2 separate regions of the Gossypium arboreum genome follow, and region 1 is linked to region 2. The links are chromatin contacts, called in public Hi-C maps. All regions are on one chromosome and are shown on one strand. Each heading gives the region's core, a stretch centred on a gene start, on an enhancer-like site or on the middle of the called end of the contact. The rest is flanking DNA. Distances are from core to core; before and after follow the strand shown. Region 1 holds the start of LOC108486256 (plasma membrane ATPase 4-like). Region 2 holds the start of LOC108484363 (cryptochrome DASH, chloroplastic/mitochondrial).

The links. A called contact is a pair of places that touch in the nucleus more often than the background predicts.
Region 1: a Hi-C map of leaf shows a contact between it and region 2, with 5 times the contacts expected there. The contact joins the promoter of LOC108486256 here to the promoter of LOC108484363 in region 2. A contact is called at or near these places in 2 of 5 Hi-C or Micro-C datasets (both in leaf).

Annotation. Positions count from the first base shown.
Region 1 is chr6:91,121,595-91,126,550 of ASM2569848v2, forward strand. It overlaps LOC108486256 (plasma membrane ATPase 4-like), which reads left to right and starts at 1,271. Exons shown (of 16, transcript XM_017790215.2): 1 at 1,271-1,728; 2 at 3,054-3,173; 3 at 3,261-3,497; 4 at 3,579-4,340; 5 at 4,431-4,553; 6 at 4,644-4,748; 7 at 4,835-4,956. The coding sequence starts at 1,672.
Region 2 is chr6:90,865,005-90,869,972 of ASM2569848v2, forward strand. It overlaps LOC108484363 (cryptochrome DASH, chloroplastic/mitochondrial), which reads right to left and starts at 3,200. Exons shown (of 13, transcript XM_017788121.2): 1 at 2,752-3,200; 2 at 2,400-2,539; 3 at 2,080-2,304; 4 at 1,844-1,969; 5 at 1,670-1,744; 6 at 1,431-1,547; 7 at 1,276-1,322; 8 at 1,027-1,103; 9 at 775-850; 10 at 603-672; 11 at 330-453; 12 at 61-110. The coding sequence starts at 3,145.

The sequences.
Region 1 (4,956 bases), core at 21-2,520, 250 kb after region 2:
TTTTCTATATTTTATGATTTTTGCACTTTTCATTTTTAATAGTTTTAATAATTTTCTATATTTTAAACATTTTTCATAACATTTACAATTTTTATTTTTCTTAATTATATAAATTTTTATTATACTATTTTTATAATTTTTGCAATTTTTATAATTTAAAAAATTAATAATTTATATTTATAATTTTATAATTATTTAATGATTTTAAATATAAAATATCAGTTTTACTATTTGGCACATACGATCTTACTATGTCACATGGTAAAAACACTAAAAAAAAGGAGTTGTTGTTACTCTATAACGATTGACATTTAACTTTAATTGTTAAATGACTTAATTGATTGTAATTTTAATACTCAAATGTTTAATTGAAAGGAAAAAAGTAAAAGTACTTAAGAACTTTTAAAACCTTTTAACCAAATTTTTATTAGCACTATATTTGAATAATGAAAATAAGTGATATATTTTTTATGTTTATTATTTATTATTTTGAATAATATTGTTTTGTTTTGTTTTTTTTTTTTAATAATAAGAAGGTCAAAGGGCTTGGTGCATCAGCAAAACATGTTGAACCACGAAATCCTCGATCATAAATACTAGCTTCACACTATTCACTTCTTCGGGTGGTACTTTTAGGACATGCTTTGTACTAACATTATATTGCATATTAAATATCTTAAAAACTTTTTAATTATGAATTGAATTTTTTTTATCATGGATAAATTTTAAAATTATATATAAATTTTGGATAAATGTATAAGATTATATATGAAATTTGATTTTGTGTATTTTTATACGTGAGATCTTCATTTGATTTGATTTTTATAAATCACTTACACAATTATCATTATAAAATATTTCAAGGTTACATATTACATACATAAATTAATTAATGTATTTATTTATTTAAATATGTATAATTGAATCAAAAGTAAAGTTTTATATATATATATATATATATATTTGAACCATAATAAAAGTTTTATGTATCAAATTGCATATTAAATCAAAGTATATGTATTTTTTATTATAATATTATATTTTAATTATATTTAACAATTTACTTTATCCTAATTACAATAATTAAAAACACAATACAGATTTAGAAATTAATATTATAAAAAAGAAATGGAGGAATTATGTTAAATTAAACTAAAAGAGTTAGATCCAAATTTTAATATATCAGAGAGACTAAAATGCGTAACTTTTAATTTAAAGAAAGATAAAAGAAGAGGATAGGAAAAGTCCGTAGAGATTGGGGAGACAAATGTGTGAAGTGAAGAAAAGAGAAAGAAGCGGCGCGTGGCGGGTCAAAGCGGGCAAGAAGAAGGACCAGCCCATGCGGGTCCCACCGCCCAACCCTCCTTGGTGCTCTTCTCCTTTTTTTCATTCGGCTTACTATATATTCCCAAGGGGCAGCCTCCTCTTCCCTCACTTAACACCTATATAAACTCACCAACTCTAACCCACACTCCATTCATTTACGTTTCTAATACCCAAAAGGTCAGAAAAAAACTGGGATACGTCTCTCATTTTTCTTCCTAGACTTTTTTGTTAGTATTTTACTCTGAATGTGAGTATTTAAGCGTTTCTTTGGCGTTTCCTTTATTTTTTACAATTCCAATACCTTCTTCCATTAGTCCCTGCTGCTTCAACCACTAAGCTTAGAAGATGGGAGGCGAAAAAGGCATCAGTCTTGAGGAGATCAAAAACGAGTCCGTTGATCTGGTATTCTCTTTTCTTTCACATAAATCTTTTTAATTCCAATACATGCATGCTGGTTTCTGTTTGGTTTTCTCTATCACTGAAAAGCGATTTTATATATATATTCGAATCTAGTTTCCCGTTTTCAATCGAAACAGGGGAATCTTTCCATTACTTTTTGGTTAACTGATAAGATTTCATCATGCGTGATTTTTTTTTTTTGGGTTCATTATCATGGGTGATTCAAACGGTGCTTTTTCTCAACTTTTATGAATTTTAACCAAACAGAGTGAAAAAAAATGATTTCCCTTGTTTTCCTTTGTTTGTATATGAAGAGTCAAGATTTACGAGTCAAATAATATTATTTCTTCCGTTTTCAAGAATTTCGTGCACACCAAACATGTTTTAGCGACACGCTTGGTTACGATTTGCCGTTACTTTTTATGATATTTAAAGCTTAATTCTATCTTTTTTTTTCTTCGATTTAAATAGCTCGATATTATATATCTTTCTGATAAGATTTTCTACCATATTTCTATCTCATAAATAGACATTCCATCGTTTCACTCTCTGTATACCATATATTTATCATTAACTTTAAACAAGTTATTAATATCAGGATATTTTTAAAAGTATCATCTAATATACGGTCAGTGAAAATTTTAATTTTACTAACTTCTGTCAGTGTGAAATAATTTTTGCTATTATTAATTTCACATATGCGCTTCCCGTTGGGCAAGTAGAGTTTTCCGCTTTTGAATTATTTTAGTTGACTTTTCCTTTGGAATTAGCTAATAAGTACCTTTTTATTATATAATATTCGGGGGGGGGGGGAAGTATCTAATTCTTTAACAGCTTTTGGTGAGGGTTTTCACTAGTGTGAATGGCCGTATCAGAGGGTCATATTATGTCTAATCTTACGCCTATTCCTAAATAAAGTTCTATTAAAATTAGTTATTTCAAAATTGATGGGCTTTTTGACTTTAATACGGCTTTTTGAAATGCAAATTGAGAAAATGATATTCCCTCCTATGTGTTTGGATTTGGTTTGTTTAATCATGTCGGTCACTTTGATCAACTTCAATTTCACATAGGTGTGAATTCTTGGATTTTCTCTACAAAAATTAACTATAGTAAAAAGTTCGAAAATTTTAACTATTCATACGAGTAGGAGTAACTTGGGTCAGTTAAATCTTTATTCAGCTGCAATCGATTGAAAATTTATTTAATTCTTTTTGAGATTAAAGACAATAATAATCTGCAGTTCATGCACGGATGACAACCAAAATCAACAAACATACTCCGTAAGTGCATTTTCTATCGTTTGGCTAAATGATAATTGTTTACAGGAACGGATTCCTATTGAGGAAGTTTTCGAGCAACTGAAATGTTCGAGGGAAGGCTTGTCAACCGAGGAAGGCAACAATCGCCTTCAAGTCTTTGGACCAAACAAACTAGAGGAGAAAAAGGTTCATGCCATAAACCACTTGCATATGAGTTCGTACATTTTCAGCTTGTATATTTATGCATGACATAGTATGCTACTCTGCAAACAGGAGAGCAAGGTGCTCAAGTTCTTGGGTTTTATGTGGAACCCTTTGTCGTGGGTCATGGAAGCTGCTGCTATAATGGCTATTGCCCTGGCAAATGGTGATGGAAGGCCTCCGGACTGGCAGGACTTCGTTGGTATCATTGTCTTGTTGGTCATCAACTCCACCATAAGTTTTATTGAAGAAAATAATGCTGGTAACGCTGCAGCTGCTCTCATGGCTAATCTTGCTCCGAAAACTAAGGTGAAAATTATACATTCAGCAACCCAACAGTTTGTCGAATCATCTGTCTTATTTTAATCATGTCCTTGTAACATAATATAGGTTCTTAGAGATGGCCGATGGAGTGAGCAAGAAGCAGCAATTCTAGTTCCAGGGGACATTATCACTATTAAATTGGGAGACATAGTTCCTGCTGATGCTCGTCTTCTAGAGGGTGATCCTTTGAAGATTGATCAATCTGCTCTTACTGGGGAGTCTCTTCCTGTTACGAAGAATCCATCAGATGAAGTATTTTCCGGCTCAACATGTAAACAGGGTGAAATAGAAGCAGTCGTTATTGCAACTGGTGTTCACACCTTCTTTGGGAAAGCTGCCCACCTAGTGGACAGCACCAATCAAGTTGGGCATTTCCAGAAAGTGCTTACAGCCATTGGTAATTTCTGCATTTGCTCAATTGCTGTTGGAATAATCGTTGAGCTAATAGTCATGTACCCGATACAGCATCGCAAGTATAGAGATGGAATTGACAATATGCTAGTTCTCTTGATTGGTGGAATCCCAATTGCTATGCCCACGGTGTTGTCTGTCACCATGGCTATTGGTTCCCACAGGCTTTCTCAACAAGGGGCTATCACAAAGAGAATGACAGCCATTGAGGAAATGGCTGGCATGGACGTTCTCTGCAGTGATAAGACTGGGACTCTTACTTTAAACAAACTTACTGTTGATAGAAACCTCATTGAAGTATTTACAAAGGGAGTCGAAAAAGAGCATGTTATTCTTTATGCAGCAAGGGCTTCAAGGACTGAAAATCAGGATGCTATTGATGCTGCAATTGTAGGAATGCTTGCAGATCCAAAGGAGGTAAATTATTTTTTTCTGCATGTCTTTCTTCTATTATATTTAGGATTGGGTCCAAGAATTCTTTAGTCATTTTGGATAATAATTGACCAGGCACGTGCTGGTGTCCGAGAGATTCACTTCCTACCATTCAACCCTGTAGACAAGAGAACTGCTCTAACCTACATTGATTCTGATGGAAACTGGCATCGTGCTAGCAAAGGTGCACCTGAGCAGGTACTTACATTTTCTCATTTTGGAATATCAAGTTCTGAAATTTTTAGGTAGGTAACTTCTAACCTATATGCTTTCAATGTTCTGAAATAGATTATAGATCTTTGCAAATGCAAAGATGATGTCAGGAAAAAAGTTCATTCAGTTATTGATAAATTTGCTGAACGTGGACTTCGATCTTTAGCTGTTGCAAGACAGGTTAGAAAATTAAACTTGCGCATCCTTCATGTTGTTTAGATAAGTAAATCAGAGTAATCATATTGTGTTTGTTTCTATTTCTGCAGGAAATACCTGAGAAAACAAAAGAGAGTCCTGGATCCCCGTGGCAGTTTATTGGCTTGTTGCCACTATTTGATCCACCGAGGCATGATAGTGCTGAAACAATCAGAAGAGCTCTAAACCTTGG
Region 2 (4,968 bases), core at 1,950-4,449:
CAGTCATACTAACTGACGTTGGCAAACTTATGTAAATACACACAGAAAAAGTGCACTTACTTGTTTTGGGATGCTAAAATACCGATCTTCTCTAGGGTCATTTCCAACTCCTGAAAAGAAGGAACATTATATAATGACAGGATATAAGACTTGTCATTTTCCAAAAGAAAGATTGAACAAATGAGTTAACAATTTAATCGAGAAAACTGCTTGGTATGTCTCTTTCACAGTTTTTCAACTGCTAATAAAACAAGAAATATATAAAATATAATATTAGGTTTGAAAATATCTTAAGACTAGTTGATGCTAAGAAAGGTAACGCGAATCACCTGCACCGTAGGTCCAGTTTCCGTAGTTTGAACACGGGTCGTAATCTAGAAGACATGTTTCAAACCATTCTGCTCCCATGCGCCAGTCAATTCCCATGTCACGAACAAGAAAAGAACATACTATCTGCAGGCCATTGATCATGTTGAAAACATGTTTAACAGCTTCTAGGAATTCCAAAAACAAAGATGCTAATTTAAGGATTTGAAAACTGCTGCCGGTCTACTATTCTAAAGGAGAGAAGAAAAAAGAAAAAAAAAGAAAAGAAAGTTTACCTGCCGGCCACGATTTGACATAAATCCAGAAGCTGATAGTTCCTTCATGTTTGCATCTATTAGGGGATAGCTACAAATTTGTAAAATTCTAGTAAATACATAATAAAAGCATAGATATGATAAAATGAAACGTCTACAAGCATGAAGCATATAGGTAGAAAAAACAATATACCCAGTGCAGCCATTTCTCCAGGTTTCAAACATTTTTTGGTCTTGATGCCACCTCTTTTCCACTTTTCTTGGGCCACCTATATTACCCAAATTTGTCAATCAGTATGAAATGACTACCGGTTCAATCGCATTTGTGGAACATTGTTAATACTATTAAAGATTGTAATTGGAGGCCTTTTCACGAAAATGTGGCAAAATGTCTCCATAAGCATTAGTAAACTCCTACAGAAATTAAACTAATTTCAATCTTTACCTAAATGGAAAAGGGAATTTCCATATTTAATCGAAATGAATCTGAAGTAATCCCTCCATATCAATTCAAACAATACCCTGCAACAATGTCCATAGATATTGAGGAAAGAAAAATAAGATTTTAGTGAAGATCAAGCCTCATATGAGATTAAACAATAGATGCCATCCCAATCATGTATATTCCATTTCACAAACTGAAATTTCAAAATTCATCAAGTTTTCTGCCAAGAGCTAGAGCAATAGAAGGTACCAGTATGTGGAGTCATTTGCTTGCCTTTCCTTTTCATATCTCTTTACCTAATAGTATTAATCAGCATACCTGCCTGAGTTATAATCATCGTCTTCATTATATAACATGGTTATTCAATAGCATCAAAGGGGGAAAAAATTAGCAAGTTTTGCTACCTCTTCATATATGAACCGAGGAGAGAGACTTCCTGAAGCAAGCCATGGAGAAAACTTTGTTGAGTAATCAGGCCCTAACATCTCATTCCTTGTCTCCTTGTATATTTTTAACAAGTCCTATATAAGCATGAAAGTGAGACTGATTAAGAAGGCAGCATAATCCAAGCAATTTCTATTTTTACCTCACTAAATCGACTATTCTATGATTCACATAAAAGTAATAAGCCAATTAATCTTGCCTTGTTCCAGAAGTATTCTGTAACTCTGCTCAATGCAGCAGTTTCACCTCCCAAAAATCTCATTCCTTTTACAACCTGTCATAAATGGGGATAGAAATCACTGTAAGCACTAACATTCTCAATGATTATAGCATACTAATTTGTTCAAGTAGTATATATGACATGTCAACTTGCCTTTTCAGAGTGAAGTCCAAGCTGCTCAACTGAAGGAATAATTCCCCAATCATCAACACTAGGAGGTGGACCGAGAGATGTTGGAAGTCTGATGCACCCTCGGATGGTGCATTTAGCTTCGACGGACTGAAAGTAATAACTTTGTCAACAAAATCTAATGTGAAAAACCTCAATGTAATCATTCACACTAGATTAGACTGTAATGAACCCAAAATGATTACAACTTAGCATCGTGCCTTACGGAACTGAGTATATACATCTGGCAAACTGCCGACACTGAATGGAATGTCATCTAAGTGATACAAAGTGCTGCCCCATATAAGTTGTAGCTTAGGGCTGTGGGTTGAACTTGACCTGCTAGAATTCCCTTGGGCAGTTGATAACACCACCTGTCTCAGACCTCGTGCAACCGATCTTTCAACTTGTAGCTCCTCGGAGCAGGTTTCTTTATGAGCATATACCTGAGCAGAGTAGTCTTGGAAGTAAACAGTGTGTAAACACGATGGCTTAGTAATTCTAAGTCATATAGACATTAATATGGTAGGCAGTACTTAACTGTGTGAGCTCCAAAAGCCTTTGTAAGAGAAGGTAGAATGTCCTCTGGTTTCCCATGTTGAATGAGAAGATTAAGGCCCTTCTTCATCAAATTTTTCTTCAAATCAGCCAAGCATTCATTGATAAATTGTGCTCTCAAAGCTAGCACGAAAAAAATGGAAAACAAAAAGAAATAAGGCCCTTAATAAGACTACGAGAATTGCTTCATGTTAGGCTGAGCTACTAAACTAAACGAATGATTTGATGTCAAAGCCAATTTATGATTATGGCCAGTCAATATTTCAAATCAAACGATAATATCCAAAAAGGAAAGCAAGAAACAACAACCCAGAAAGCAGGAAGAAAAGTGATACCTCCAGTCTTAGGGAAACCAAAGTAATAGGTGGTCTGAAAGAGACGAGGATCGATGCAGTAAACAGGCAAAACAGCCTGGGAAGAAACCCAAGCCTTAAACAAAGCCTCGTTGTCTAACACCCTCAAATCATTCCTAAACCAAACAATGGAAACCCCTTTCCCATTCCTCTTCGCTGTGTTTGATAAGTACCTTTCAAAGGTCTTGTCCGCAGTGCTGTCCATTTCATGGGAGTCTAGCCCCGGAACCTGGTACACTGCTGAGGATGCAACAGATTGGGGTTGGGATTTTGAAGCCAAGCTCATGATCCGGAACCTAATTTGAGTAGAATAAATGAGTTTTTTAGTATTCCAAAGTGAAAGCGATGAGAGAGGAAGAATGATATTAACAGCCATATAGCGAGTCGTTGGAGTTTCTAGTTTTATAGTTTCTAACTCTAGCTGGCAAAGCAAATCTTTAAGGACTTAAGAAGTTAACACGTGGACATGATGGACGTGGCGTTCTCTGAACCAGAGGATAAGTCTTAATTGATTTGTATCATCGTCGCCTCTGCCAGTCGTTGGAGAGCAGAACAGAACAACAGGTTACATTACAATGGTTGAATTACCTAGTTGATACCGGGCTGAATTCACAAAAAGAAAATTTAACATCAGAATTAAATTATATACGTTTATGATAAGTAAAATTATAATTATAATTTTTATAATTTATATTTTATAATTTTTAAAATGTTTTATCCGTCTCTTTAGATCTGTTCTTGGTTGATTCCTAATTTTTACAACACATTTATTTTAGTCATCAAAATAAAATTTTGTTATTTCCTCAATCAACTTTTAAAGTGTTTTTATCTGTACACACAACATAATATTTATACTTTCATTTTAGTTATCTAATTTTAAATCGCTTTCATTTTTGTCATCTAAATTTTTTTAAAGTATTGATCAGGATAAAAAATTAAGAACTAAAGTGAAAAACAGTAGAAATTAAAATAATACATTAAAAATTATTAAATTATACTTTTTACCTATTTTTGAAAATTCTAAATTTCTTTTTTAATATTAGAAAATTTTAATTTTAAAACATCAAAATTAATTAAATAGATTATTGAAAAATCATCTCTTAATAGTGACAGTCAATTTGTTACTATAAAAATAAAATTAATTAATTCAATGTCCTAAAACTAAAATTTTATTTTTCAACTTAAATAACTCATTTTTAATAATTGTCTACAAAATTCAAATTCATTTTGATTATATGATCTTAAATCTTGGATGCTAAGCTAAAACAAAGAATAGTCGTTACAATTAATTAAATTAATTAATTTTATCTTTCACACCAAACAAAACCTACAAATATTTTCATCATTGTTTTACCCAACAAGTAATTAATTTAATTAATTGCACGAATTTTTCTTTGCTTTTAACTTAGCATGAAGATTCAAGAATATGTAATTTAAAGAAATTTTAAGTTCGACAAATAATTATTAAATATGAGTTATTTAAATTTATTTTATTTAGCATAATCAGTAAACATAAAATAAAATTTTAAAATTTAGAAGAGAATAAATTAATTAATTTTTAATTTCATTATTATAGTAACAAACCGTTGACATTATTAAGGGATAAAAATTTTAAAAATTTATTTAATTGATTTTGATGTTCTGAAATTTAAAATTTTAAAACTGATAAGAAAATTTTAAACTTTTCAGCAACGGAAAAAACAAATGCTATTTGCCAACTTTTAATGCATTATTTTAGTTTCTTTTTTCTTTTCACTTTAATCCGTAAAAAAAAATTTAATCTAGATCAAGAGTTAAAAAAATTATTTCTTTGTGACCAAAATAAAAACGACCTAGTGCCACGGGTTGCTCATGGGAGCCTACAACCATGACACATTCGTGTGATCAATCATCTTTAAGAGAGGTCATTTGGCCCAATTAGATTGGTCCGTTGCTTGGAAAGATTGAAAACCCATCTACAAAACATTGCAAATATGGAACGTGATTTTTGAAGATATGTAACCTTCAATATGATATGTAATATTAGAAAATATGATTTTATAATCTTAGAGATTTGATTTGTAGATAGTTTTTAATCCTAACAATTGATGTATTTTGATCTATACAGTTGATTTTGGGAGGACTCAACTATAAATAGAGATTTCTCTCCCTCATTGTAATTCATTCAGTGAGTAATATAATTCTTGAGAGTATTCACTC